4 separate regions of the Mus musculus genome follow, and regions 1, 2 and 3 are each linked to region 4. A link is a contact called in public HiChIP or PLAC-seq data. All regions are on one chromosome and are shown on one strand. The core of a region is the stretch at or near the end of the contact, and the rest is flanking DNA. Distances in the headings are between cores, read along the strand shown. Region 1 has its middle 7.2 kb from the start of Hexb. Region 2 has its middle 19 kb from the start of Gm41031. Region 3 has its middle 16 kb from the start of Enc1. Region 4 overlaps Gm41030 (a long non-coding RNA gene).

Region 1 (2,700 bases), core at 66-2,565, 320 kb after region 4:
ATTTAATTTTAGACTAGACTTTTGTGTTTCAGTTCTCTGTTGAGGAAAGTCGGAGCAGGAACGGAACCAAAATCACAGAGACCATAGAGGAACACGACTTACTCTTCTCTGGTTCTCTCTTTGTCTCTGTCTGTCTGCATGTCTGTCTGCCTGTCTCTGTCTATCTTTATCTCTCTTCTGTTTGTCTCTGTCTCTCTTTGCCTTTCTCCTCCCTCTCTTCCCCCCTCCCTCAGTCCCTCCCTCCCTCCCCTCTAACTTTCTATTCAGCCTAGGACCACTTGCCTAGGAATGGTACCACCCACAGTGGTCTTGGACCTCCCTCACAAGTCTATTGAAGACAATCCCTTACAGACAGGACTACAGGTCAATCTCACTGAGGCAACTAACTCTTCAATTGAGGTCCCCCCACCCCACCCCCCAGGTGACTCTGACTGTGACACGTTGGCAATAAGACCTACCAGAATAGTATTCTTTCTCAGAGTGAACCAGTTGTGCAGCTCCCTTGACTAGCCAGCGTGCTGTCAACAAAAGAAAGCTGTTTCTCTTCCAAGCTCTTCTGGAGTCTCCAGCTTTCTTGTTCTGCATACACACACACACACACACACACACACACAGAGTCTTCTTGTCCCCAATGCCCACTGAACCTCAGCCTTCAACCTGGGCCTTCCCAGGCTAATGAGATGTGACCCTTAAGCCTCTGCACCAGATCCAGCCTCACGCTTGCAGACACCCCACCTCTGGTACAATGGATCTTGCTGAAGGCCTCCAGCAAGAACAGAATTGAGGGTTCCTAACCTTAAAATTCAACTCTAAACCTAAGAGTGTCATTCTGCCCAAGAATACAGACTTGGACCTCTTTGTAGACCTCTTGTGTCGGACAGGGACGATAGGTGTGCTGGAGTGATAGCTACCCTGTGGCTCCATTTCTATTTACCTGATGTTCTATTACAATCCCTTGTCTGTTGACACCCTCAGTTAAGTCCTTTTGCAGTTACAGGTCTGATTCCCCAGTTCAGCTTCCTCCTTAGAGTCATACTTAGGCTGTGAGGGTGAGAAAGGGGCAAAGAGGAACATTTTCAGGAGAGACGGCAGAAATCAGTCACCAACATGACCTCTGTCCCCAGTCTGGAGGTTTTAGTTTGAGAAGCTTTCAAAGTTCAATGTGTGTTTTGAGGCTTGTTTGCATTGTTGTTTTGCTTACTTGGTTCTTGGGGACCGAGGTTTCATTTTGCAGCATCTCGGTCTAGGTAGGCTCTGATCAAATATCCGAGTTGCACATAAACGCGCCTCTCAATAGATCAAAGTGGAGTGTTGGCAAACATGAGAGCAGATTTCCACCAGAGGGTGCTGCGGAGCAGAAACAAAAGTGGGAATGGTTTTGTGTCTAGTTTTTAAAAACTGAGGGAACGCTTGGCAATCGCCAGGGTAGTTTTAACTCTAAACCCTTTCTTTGCCCTGAGGGAGATGACCCGGTTTAGCAAACCTGTGTCAGAAAGAGCTAATTGGGTTTCATAACTGCAGACAGGATTCACAAATATTTCCAGATCTCTATGGCTGTGCCTTGACACAGCTTTTCCTCACAGGCAGAAAGCTAGCAACCGCCCCGCCTAGTTCCTTGCTGTCTAGTTATCTCAGTTTATTGGTTCACTCAATCGACACCCACTTTGCTTTCCCATCGGCACGGAAGCGTGGAACTACATTTCCCAGGCTCCTTTGCTGCTAGGGTGTTAAGGTGTCCATCCCCTGTGATTCCGTGAATCTTGAACTCAGAAGACAGAGACAAAATAGAGTTTCCCTTCTGTGGGTCCAGATTGGAACCAGGCTGACGTAATCCGAGTCAATTTCTTCAGCCCTAGTGAGGATTCTATGAGCCACTCAGTTCCCCACAGTGAATTTGTTTCTAAAATAGCTATAGTAAATTCTGTCTTCTGTAACTAAGCCATGGATGCTGATACATTAGGCATTTGGCAAGATCTCCAAATTCCACTCTGTCTTTCCCTCTTTAAGGTCAACCGACCACAAACATTGCCTCAATTGAATTAAAGAAAAATGGTTATTTTGACATTTGCTAAACTAACAGGAAGACTTTATTCGGGACTACCCAAAAAATAAAAGTGGGTCACTCAATCGCCACCCACCTCGCTTTCCCATCGGCGCAGAAGCATGGAATTACAATTCCCAGGCTCAAGTGTCAAGTGTCAAGGTTACTGCAATAGAAGAAAAAGACTGGCACAAAAATAGCTAGGATACCAGATACCGGAAGGGAGACAGAGATGAAAAATGACCGAGTCCCTCAAGGACTCTTCAGAAGCCAACTTAAAAACCCGGTGGAAGGCAGACCAAGGTGACCAGAGACCAAAGTTTGGGAAAAGGAACCGGTATCAAGCATGAGGACTCTGCTCATCAGACTTGCCAGAATTCTTGGTATCTGACCGAATTTCTATTCAGATCCAGGTAGAATAGGGACCACAGCTGAGGTCAAGTCCATAAGGCATACTGGAACCTCACAGAACTTTGGCTAAGGAAGGAGTCTTCTTAAGTACGTGTTGTTTCTAATAAAATCTCAATCATGTGACTTTACCAATCTCGACTAGGGAGCTGGATGCTGTGGTAAAAGCCTGAGAGAGGCTCAGAGGCAGAGAAAGCGCCCAGTTGATCTTCCTCCACAGCTGACATCCCAAAAAGAAGGCTCTCCTCCAC
Region 2 (2,700 bases), core at 16-2,515, 320 kb before region 4:
CAATATTCAGATTTTTTTTTTAAAATCTAAATGTTGATAGTGTAGAGGTTATAGGTGACATGATATCTACAAAAGCACTTAGCACAACAGCTCATACGGAGCCAAGGATTAATAAATAGATTTTTGAACATTATTATTATGAGGCTTAGCAATTCTAAAACAACAAAGCAAAGGACGTTTACAGAAGTTCAAAGAATGGTTGGTAAATGTCATGAAGGGGAGATCTGCAATTGGCATGGAAAGACAGCTGAGGATCACGGTTCTGAGAAGTCAGAAGGTTGGAGGAAGTCTAGGGAGGACAAGAACCAAGCTCAGGGGACAGGCAGGGACACCAGGCTGGGCAGGCTGATGTGAAAGATTTCCTGGAATAATGCTGACAGTCATAAGGAAAGCGTGAACAAGGCTCCTACTGTGGAGAGGGCGAGTGCTCTCTTCAGTAATAGGATGAGACAAGAAAGGATGCTTTAAAAATTAGTAACCAACGTTCTAAGACAAATTGCAAAATAAGTGCAAGCAATCAGAGGCCACAGGTCAGCATTGCTGCAGATGGGCCCGCTGATATGCCCCTGGTGGAAGGCAGCTTGGCTTTCCGGAGAGCACTTTGATTGCAATTGATAACAATCATTAATTTCTCTTCAAAGTACTGATCCTGGAGCACATTCATTTATAATCAAAGAGGCATAAAGAATTATGTGCATTAAACAACCCCAAACACTTGGATACAACTCAAATGTTCACTGATGATGGAATTCTGGAATATTCTAAGCACCAATACGCCCATATTGTGGGTTTTTTTTTTCAGCATTTCAATATACTGAGGTAAATTTACATGGCTGATGTGGTACTATATGTAAAAGAAGTTGGTTGGTGAGAAGTTGAGAGTTGGCAAAAGTTGTAACAGTAAATTTGAGAACTCTATGTGTGTTTCCTAATGCACAGCAAAAGATCAGGAAGAAGACAAATCTAACTTTTCATGGTTGTCTCTGGAAAGAGGGAAATGGGGAGGAAGGTGTTCATACCTGGTAGGAAATAGGCCCAAACCATGAATAAAATATTTTCAAAGGAGACATTCAAATTATTAGAAGGAAAAAAAAAAAAAAAAGACCCACCAGTTAAAAGAAATGGAAACACATAACACATACAAATTTTTTACTTGCTAGACTGAATAGATTTTTCTTTTAAACAAAGACAGCGATGCCTGTATTGGGTCGAAGTTAGTACTTGTTAGCACAGTCTGGAGGAGGGTGTTTTAAGGAACAATTTGCAGCAAGCATCACACCCTGCCTCAGCAAATTTACTCTCAGGAATATCTCCTAAGGAAATGTGCCAGCTTAGTCCTCTCTCACCCACTTCAACGGTGCTTACAGTGGGAAAACAATACAATACAGAAGAACCCCAAAGAAACCAAAGTAGCAGCCCAAACCCACAAGCAAACGCCCAGCCCTGCTCTAGAAGTCTGTTTGAAAGGATGGTAGAGGCACACACAGATGCCAAGCAGCCATTCAGAAGGGTGGGGTGCTCCGCTTACTGACCTGGAAGCACACCAGCAAACGCATTCGAGGAGAAAGATACTGGAGAACAACCACAACGAACGCTCTGTTTTGAAGATACCTGTGTAGATAAGAGGAGTTCTGGGAGCTTGACCGCCAAGTGATGTGTCTAGGTTCCTTCATTCTGCTCGCTTTTATTTGCTCAGTCTTCTAGATCAAACACGGGTCACTAGGAGAAATAAACTGAATGCTCTAAAATGTTGAGAGAATTCATCGTAGGAGCAATAGACGAAGGTTACTTCCAGTTTTGCCATGATCCGGAGAGAGTGAAGATGACTTAGATCCACTCAGGGTGTCTATGTCTCACTGCGTATTAGAAGCATCTAGGCTGGCACCAAAATACAGAGGAGACCTTTCTGGGCAGGGTGTTTGTTGGTGCTGGTCTATTGTATCTGCTGGCACGTGGCAGATACACTGAACACTGGTAACCAGACATGGGCTCAGCACTCTAGGGACCAGAGTGGACTGTGGAGAGAAAGCTGTTTGGGGTTCAGATTGTGTTTCAAGAGTGAGATTTCTAAAAACAAACAAAAAATGAGAACAGTTTAACATTCTGTCCTACTTACCATGAACTCAAAACCTGACATACCCTGTAATCATCTGAAAAAGAGTCTCAGTTGAGTAACCATCTTTTATCAGATTCGTCTGTGGGCCTGTCTGTGAGGGATTGTCCTGAGTGTCTTAATTGACAGAGGGGGGCGCCCACCCACTGTGAGTCATCGTGGTCTTTCCCCTCCACGGTGGTCCAGCCAGGGCTGTGTAAGAAAGCTGGTCAAGAATGAGCCAGGATGTCAGACAACAGGTAGTGTTTCTCCATTTTTTTCTGATCTAGATTCTTGCCTTGAGTTCCTGTTCTAACTTCCTTGGTGATGACCTATGTCCTCTCCTCTCCAAGTCACTTCTGCTCGGAGTATTCTATCACAGCAATAGAAAGGAAACTAAATACAGTCCCATGGAGTTGACTTTGGTGAGCTTTCCTTCAGCATGTATAGCTCTCAAGCCCAAAGTGCTTCGCTGAGCAGGAGAATGATGGCGTCTGTGGCTACATTGCTCAAATGGAGGCACTTCTAGCATATTCTGAATGCTGAGATGCTACAGGAGAAAGCAACCCATCTCCTCAAAGCCCCAGGGGTGAGTTAGTGCTTGGGAG
Region 3 (2,700 bases), core at 162-2,661, 300 kb after region 4:
TTCGGGGGTTAAGGCTGATGACTGACAGTTAGTGAATAAAGAGGACATGTATTTGAAAAGAAGCAAGAAGCAGTAGATGACAGGGTTTCAGAGGAGAGAAAGGGGAGAGCAATTGTATTATAATCTCATAAGCAAGAGAAATTATTAAAAACCAAAGAAAGTGCTTGCTGAGCCACCTTGAGGACCAGTGTTTAGACCCCACATAACAAGCTGAGAGTCCTACTAAGAACTGTGATCCAATACCCTCCTCTGGCCTCCCATACTATGATGAGCTCATACACTCTCTGTCTCTGTCTCTGTCTCTCTCTGTGTCTCTCTTTCTCTGTCTGTCTCTCTCTCTCTCTGTCTGTCTGTCTCTCTCTCTGTCTCTTTCTCTGTCTCTCTTCTCTCTTTTTCTGTACCTCTCTCTATTTCTCTCATACATACACAAATAAATAAATAATTTAAAAAAGGAACTACTACTCACATCTGTGCCCAACTAATGTGATATTGTACTGAATTATTCATTTTAATGCTTCCTAAGGCTGGCGAGATGGCTCAGCTGGTAAAGACTATTGCCACTAAGCCTGACCAGGTTCGACCCCTACCAGCTCCCAAGGGGTGGCCTCTAACTTACAGCATGGCACACACACAAAATAAATAAGTGTGATTAAAAATATAGCTTCCTAAATCTCTTCTACGTGTACTTAGTCAGCATGTTATTGTCCTAATGGGTAATTGTTTTAACTCCATTAAAATAATGACTCTCATTTGTATTATTTTTCACATGTACAATATCATTTAGTCTCAAAAAAAATGCAAACGTCTCAAAATGATCTCCATTTATGGATAAGAACACCAGTGTTTAGAAAGATCTGGTTATGTGCCTGAGGTCTCTCAGCTGTCAACAGCAAATCCGAGACTCCAGCTGAAGTTACCTGTTACATAAATATTCTAATTAAAAAAGGAAACCAGGGCATTTTGAAAAATTCTTCAAGGAAAAGAAAATATTCCGAGTAACCTAGAAAAGGCTATCCAATGGCTACTTCATCAATCACGGCAAGGACACTTAACAGGAAGGAAACCTGAGGAGAGTGGGGCCACCTTGGGGCTGGTCTAAGCAGATCCAAAAGAAACACGCACTCAGCTCCTTAAAACCCCACAGCTTAACCGAAGCGGCCTCCCGGGAAGCAGCACAAGGAGAGGCGCGCGCATAGCATCTTCCATCTTCCCCCGCGCTGGTGCTACTGGCCAACCGCACGCCACCTTCCGCCTTCATTGCTTCCCTTGGTCACTGCATAAACCTTCCTACTACGAATTGAATCGTTTTAGTCTTTCAGCTGCGCCTGAGCAGTTACTTCTGTCAACACAGGGATAGGAGGCAGAACAGACTTTCAAGGTTGAAAATTAAAATAAAGCGAGTGGGTGTGCATGCATACGTGAGTGCTTGCGGGCTTTTGTTGTTCCTGTCTCAGTCTCATGAACTAACTAGTCACTCCTCCCCCTGAGGACCTGTGTAGAGACCCTCATCATCACCTCTGGCCACGTTGTTATCTTTGTTGGCTCTATATACCAAACACTCTGGTCTGGAGACCTGCGTTCACACTTTCCAAAAATCACATGATCAGGCTCTCTCTCTCTCTCCCTCCCTCCCTCCCTCTCCCTGCCCCCCCCCCCACCACCACGCACAAGTCTCTCCTTCAATGTCTAGACTCTAAGCTAACAAGTCCCCTCCTCCTGCCTCACTCTGCCTCATTTTTCTCCAGAACTCCACCTCGTGAGTAGAGTCCTGATACTCCAGCCTCCATCTCCCAAGTGCTAGGATTACAAGACTGTGTCACCATTTCAGCTTTACTTAGTGCTGGGTATCAACCCCAGGGCTTTGTGCATTCTAAGCAAGCCCTCTAAGGACTCGGCTACATCCACATCCTTTCCCTCGGTCACATTTTGTAACAAATCCCTGATACTTTGTAACGAACCTCTGTACTCTATACTCTTCTTTGACTGCTCACTATTAACTCGGCCTCCCAGGTTGTCAGGCGTCCTTTGTCCCCAGCCTCCCCCTTTGCTGTGTGTACAAAGTCCAGGCTTTCCTGTTCAGTTTCAAATTGAGCAACATAGTCTCTGACTCCGATACACTGGTGTTCCCCAAACCTCCAAGGCAGGTGTTCACACATCTGGACGATGGCAGATAATTGACTTCCAGAGATGTCAGCTGTCTTTAGGCCCAGAATAAGGGGCTCCAGAACCTTTGGCTGGGGAACATTCTAGTGTCTGTGAGCTGAGCACCACAGCACCGGGGACTTTATCAGACGTAGCTGGACGCATCCTAGGGACACGTCTGGAAATAAGGAGAATGAAGACCAAGGCACCTGAATTTGAAGACCAGCACCCTCTGGCAAATTGCCAGCTCCCAGAGGTCTCTGATGCTTCTCAGTGAGCACTCTCCTGGAGGACCACCAACCGTGTCAATTAGGAAAGGAGCCTGTGCAGTTAGGAAGTTGATGTTGTTCAGAGAGAGGCCTGGCCCTTGCCCTTAGCTTCTGTCTTCATTTAGAGGCAGTGCCCAGACCCACCACAGTGCAAAGTGGGAGCTTCCCGGTGAGAAAGACCGACCAAGTGATTTACGGTGGGGGCTTTAGCATCACATCTGGGTCATCCTGGATGCTGAAATGGACCAGATCCACATTCGATCAAGCCTGTAAAATGGGGTCCTGATAA
Region 4 (2,700 bases), core at 45-2,544:
AGAGCATGACTGATGCCCTGGGACTCAAAGCACGGTTATGAGCACCCACGTAGGTGCTGGGACCTAGATACAAGTCCTCCGCAAGAGCAGCAAGTGTTCTTAACCACTGAGCCATCTCTCCAGGCCCCCCAAATATTTCCTTATTACACTATTTAGAGTTGGTGATAAGCAGATCCCACGTCACATGATCTTGTCATTATTTTAACATTCGATGATTTGTTCCTCTGCTGGTATTGGGCAGCCCACTCCAGCTGCCCCGCCCTTGCTGTGAATCCGGTAAACCCAGACCCATGGTAAGCTTAGCATGAGCAGCCTAGGCAGCCTCTGGAGACCTGAGCTGGGTGAGGAGGGCAAAAAGACCTGGCCAGAAGTCACCCATGCTGGTATCAGGATCTCCCAACCCAGTGATATCACATCTAGGTGACAGGGAGACCCTCACACCTGTTGCCAAGGCAACAGTCACCATATTCCCAGAATCCACTTGGCTTACCTCCCACCTTTACCTGTGGTTATGGCACTATCCATATAAAAGGAAGATCTCTCTCTCTCTCTCTCTCTCTCTCTCTCTCTCTCTCTCTCTCTCTCCCCCCTCCCATATGTTCTCAAGTCTGGGTGGGAGGGGCTATAAAGCTTATATTTGTAAACAAGAAAAAATAGGCTTCAAGGCCAAAGTGACTTATCCAGTGGCCCACTGATTTGTCCAGTGGTAGAATCCAGATTAAAACCCAGATGTGACGGCAAATCATGATCATAAAATTGATGGCATCTAAATCAGCTAAGAGACGTATCTTTGAGGAGGTCTGTATCGTTTCCAGGAAGGACTGTCTGAGGGTAGCAGACTGTTCCCCAGAGTGAGGGGTATCAAATGCAAAGTAGCCCAAACACAAAGAAATCACAGGGCGCAGCCCTTTACTGCTTGCTTGCGCCCCTTCATTTCTGGCCGTTGTATGGATCTGTTGCTGTTGTAGCTGCCCCAGCTGCCTCCGCCATCCAGCTACACAGGGCTAGGCTACTACTGAAATTCTAGCCTCTTCAGCATTCAGGCCATTGTGGGCTACCCAACCTATACAGCTGGAAGTCATATTAACAGATCCCTCTTGATAACATCTACGTCTATTTGTTTATTCACTCCAGACCTCGGCTTATTCACTCCAGAGCGCCACTGAACTAGGTCTGAACTCTGACCTGAAGGGGGCGTAGCAGAGCCTGTGGCCGGCACGGGAGCAGGCGCCATGTTAAGGGCCCCACTGCTCTCCGATGAACAGATACATACATCCCCAGGAATCCTTCAAGTCAGCCACACCTTAGAAACCAACTCAGCCTCAACAGAGGCCTGTCATGTGACCTAGGAGCTAAACCGAGTTTCACTCTCTAGTGATTTCTGGATGGCTCCTCCCTCTTTCCCACATCTATCCTCCATATTCTGTCTTCTCAATTCTCCTGTCTTGCTTAATTTTTAAAATGTGTATTTATTCATTCCTTTATTTGTGTGTCAGGTGTGCACCTGATGGCCATGGAGTTCAGAAGAAGACATCAACTACCCTGGAACTGGAGTTAGAGAATGTTGGGAACCTACGGGTGGATGCTGGGAATTGAACTCAGGTCCTCTAGAAGAACAGCCAGTGTTTTTGTTTGTTTGTTTATTTTTTTTGTTTGTTTTTGTTTTTGTTTTTTTGGCTTTGGCTTTTTCGAGACAGGGTTTCTCTGTATAGCCCTGGCTGTCCTGAACTCACTTTGTAGACCAGGCTGGCCTCGAACTCAGAAATCTGCCTGCCTCTGCCTCCCAAGTGCTGGGATTAAAGGCGTGCACCACCACGGCCCAGCACAGTTGGTGTTCTTAACCACCGAGCCATCTCTCTAGCCTGTTACTTCCTTTTTAACCTACTTCTTTAACAAAGTATCAGTATTTTCAGTGAGCGTGTTGGAGCTATCACATTAAGTTCCAAATAATTTCTCATTTGAGACCTTGCATACAACATGCACCTCTAAAGGGCTTGAGAGTCCCTTTACATCCTCTCTTTACTGCAAGCCCGGGAACATCTTGTGTTTCTCTGACTCCTCCCTGGGACATTAAAAAATGATAATCTACCCCTCCATATGGCCAGAACTTGAGTGAGGTTATGCTTACTGATTAGTATTGATCAGTTACTCGTTTATACCTGTTTATAATGGTTTCCCTGCAGTGTGCTCATTACGGTTTCCAGCATCAGACCGCAGAAAGCTTTGGGTTGTATAATAAGTGGAAGATCTTGCAAAGAAAGCAAGTCTGTCTTCAGCCTCTTCTCTCTCCAGTGACAGGAAAAGCCATTTATTTTGTCTCTTTGTGTAGTCTGGCCTTTGCATATGGTCACGGGCTGAAAGTACAGGGCCAGCCTTATCAAAGTCTAGGAGAAGGCTTCCCACCGCTTACCAACAGGACATGAAAATCACCATGGAAGGCAAAGACAGCCCAGGGCTGTGCAAGTGCTGGTATACAGCAAAGCTTGGAGTGCTTCCCTGGAATCCACATGATCAAGACAGCACAGAGCTAAGAGGGAGCTTCCGCCCATCTCAGAGTGGGGGGACAGATGTCATCTGTACCCTTTCGTCTTTAATAGCTGATCTGTTTCAAACAGATCAGGGGACAAAGTGTCTTTACAGTAGCAAAAAAAAAAAAAAAAGTGAAGATTAAGTTCAGGTCCATATATTATTATATATTAT

The links. HiChIP or PLAC-seq counts read pairs in DNA pulled down with a chosen protein or histone mark.
Region 1: an H3K27ac HiChIP or PLAC-seq map of embryonic stem cells shows a contact between it and region 4, with 5 read pairs. The contact joins two enhancer-like sites. A contact is called at or near these places in 4 of 115 datasets of contacts at active chromatin or transcription factors (all in embryonic stem cells).
Region 2: a contact with region 4 is called in an H3K27ac HiChIP or PLAC-seq map of embryonic stem cells, with 5 read pairs. The contact joins two enhancer-like sites. A contact is called at or near these places in 1 of 484 Hi-C or Micro-C datasets (nephron progenitors) and 2 of 115 datasets of contacts at active chromatin or transcription factors (both in embryonic stem cells).
Region 3: a contact with region 4 is called in an H3K4me3 HiChIP or PLAC-seq map of embryonic stem cells, with 24 read pairs. The contact joins two enhancer-like sites. A contact is called at or near these places in 17 of 484 Hi-C or Micro-C datasets (the AML12 cell line, cerebellar granule neurons, embryonic stem cells and 6 more), 14 of 115 datasets of contacts at active chromatin or transcription factors (craniofacial prominence, embryonic basal ganglia, embryonic forebrain and 6 more) and 2 of 9 other capture datasets (adipose tissue and liver).

The regions. Positions count from the first base shown.
Region 1 is chr13:97,204,211-97,206,910 of GRCm38.p6, reverse strand. No RefSeq gene overlaps it. Among named protein-coding and RNA genes, the nearest start is that of Hexb, 7.2 kb to the right of the region's middle. Within about 2 kb of position 1,315, at least 307 of the 459 cell types and tissues checked have an H3K27ac peak or open chromatin away from gene starts, as enhancers often do. A contact at or near this core is called in embryonic stem cells, where this site is marked.
Region 2 is chr13:97,843,971-97,846,670 of GRCm38.p6, reverse strand. No RefSeq gene overlaps it. Among named protein-coding and RNA genes, the nearest start is that of Gm41031, 19 kb to the right of the region's middle. Within about 2 kb of position 1,265, at least 6 of the 459 cell types and tissues checked have an H3K27ac peak or open chromatin away from gene starts, as enhancers often do. A contact at or near this core is called in embryonic stem cells, where this site is marked.
Region 3 is chr13:97,223,837-97,226,536 of GRCm38.p6, reverse strand. No RefSeq gene overlaps it. Among named protein-coding and RNA genes, the nearest start is that of Enc1, 16 kb to the left of the region's middle. Within about 2 kb of position 1,411, at least 20 of the 459 cell types and tissues checked have an H3K27ac peak or open chromatin away from gene starts, as enhancers often do. A contact at or near this core is called in embryonic stem cells, where this site is marked.
Region 4 is chr13:97,519,730-97,522,429 of GRCm38.p6, reverse strand. It overlaps Gm41030 (a long non-coding RNA gene), which reads left to right. Exons shown (of 3, transcript XR_001781023.2): 3 at 1,497-1,580. Among named protein-coding and RNA genes, the nearest start is that of Gm41030, 6.2 kb to the left of the region's middle. Within about 2 kb of position 1,294, at least 3 of the 459 cell types and tissues checked have an H3K27ac peak or open chromatin away from gene starts, as enhancers often do. A contact at or near this core is called in embryonic stem cells, where this site is marked.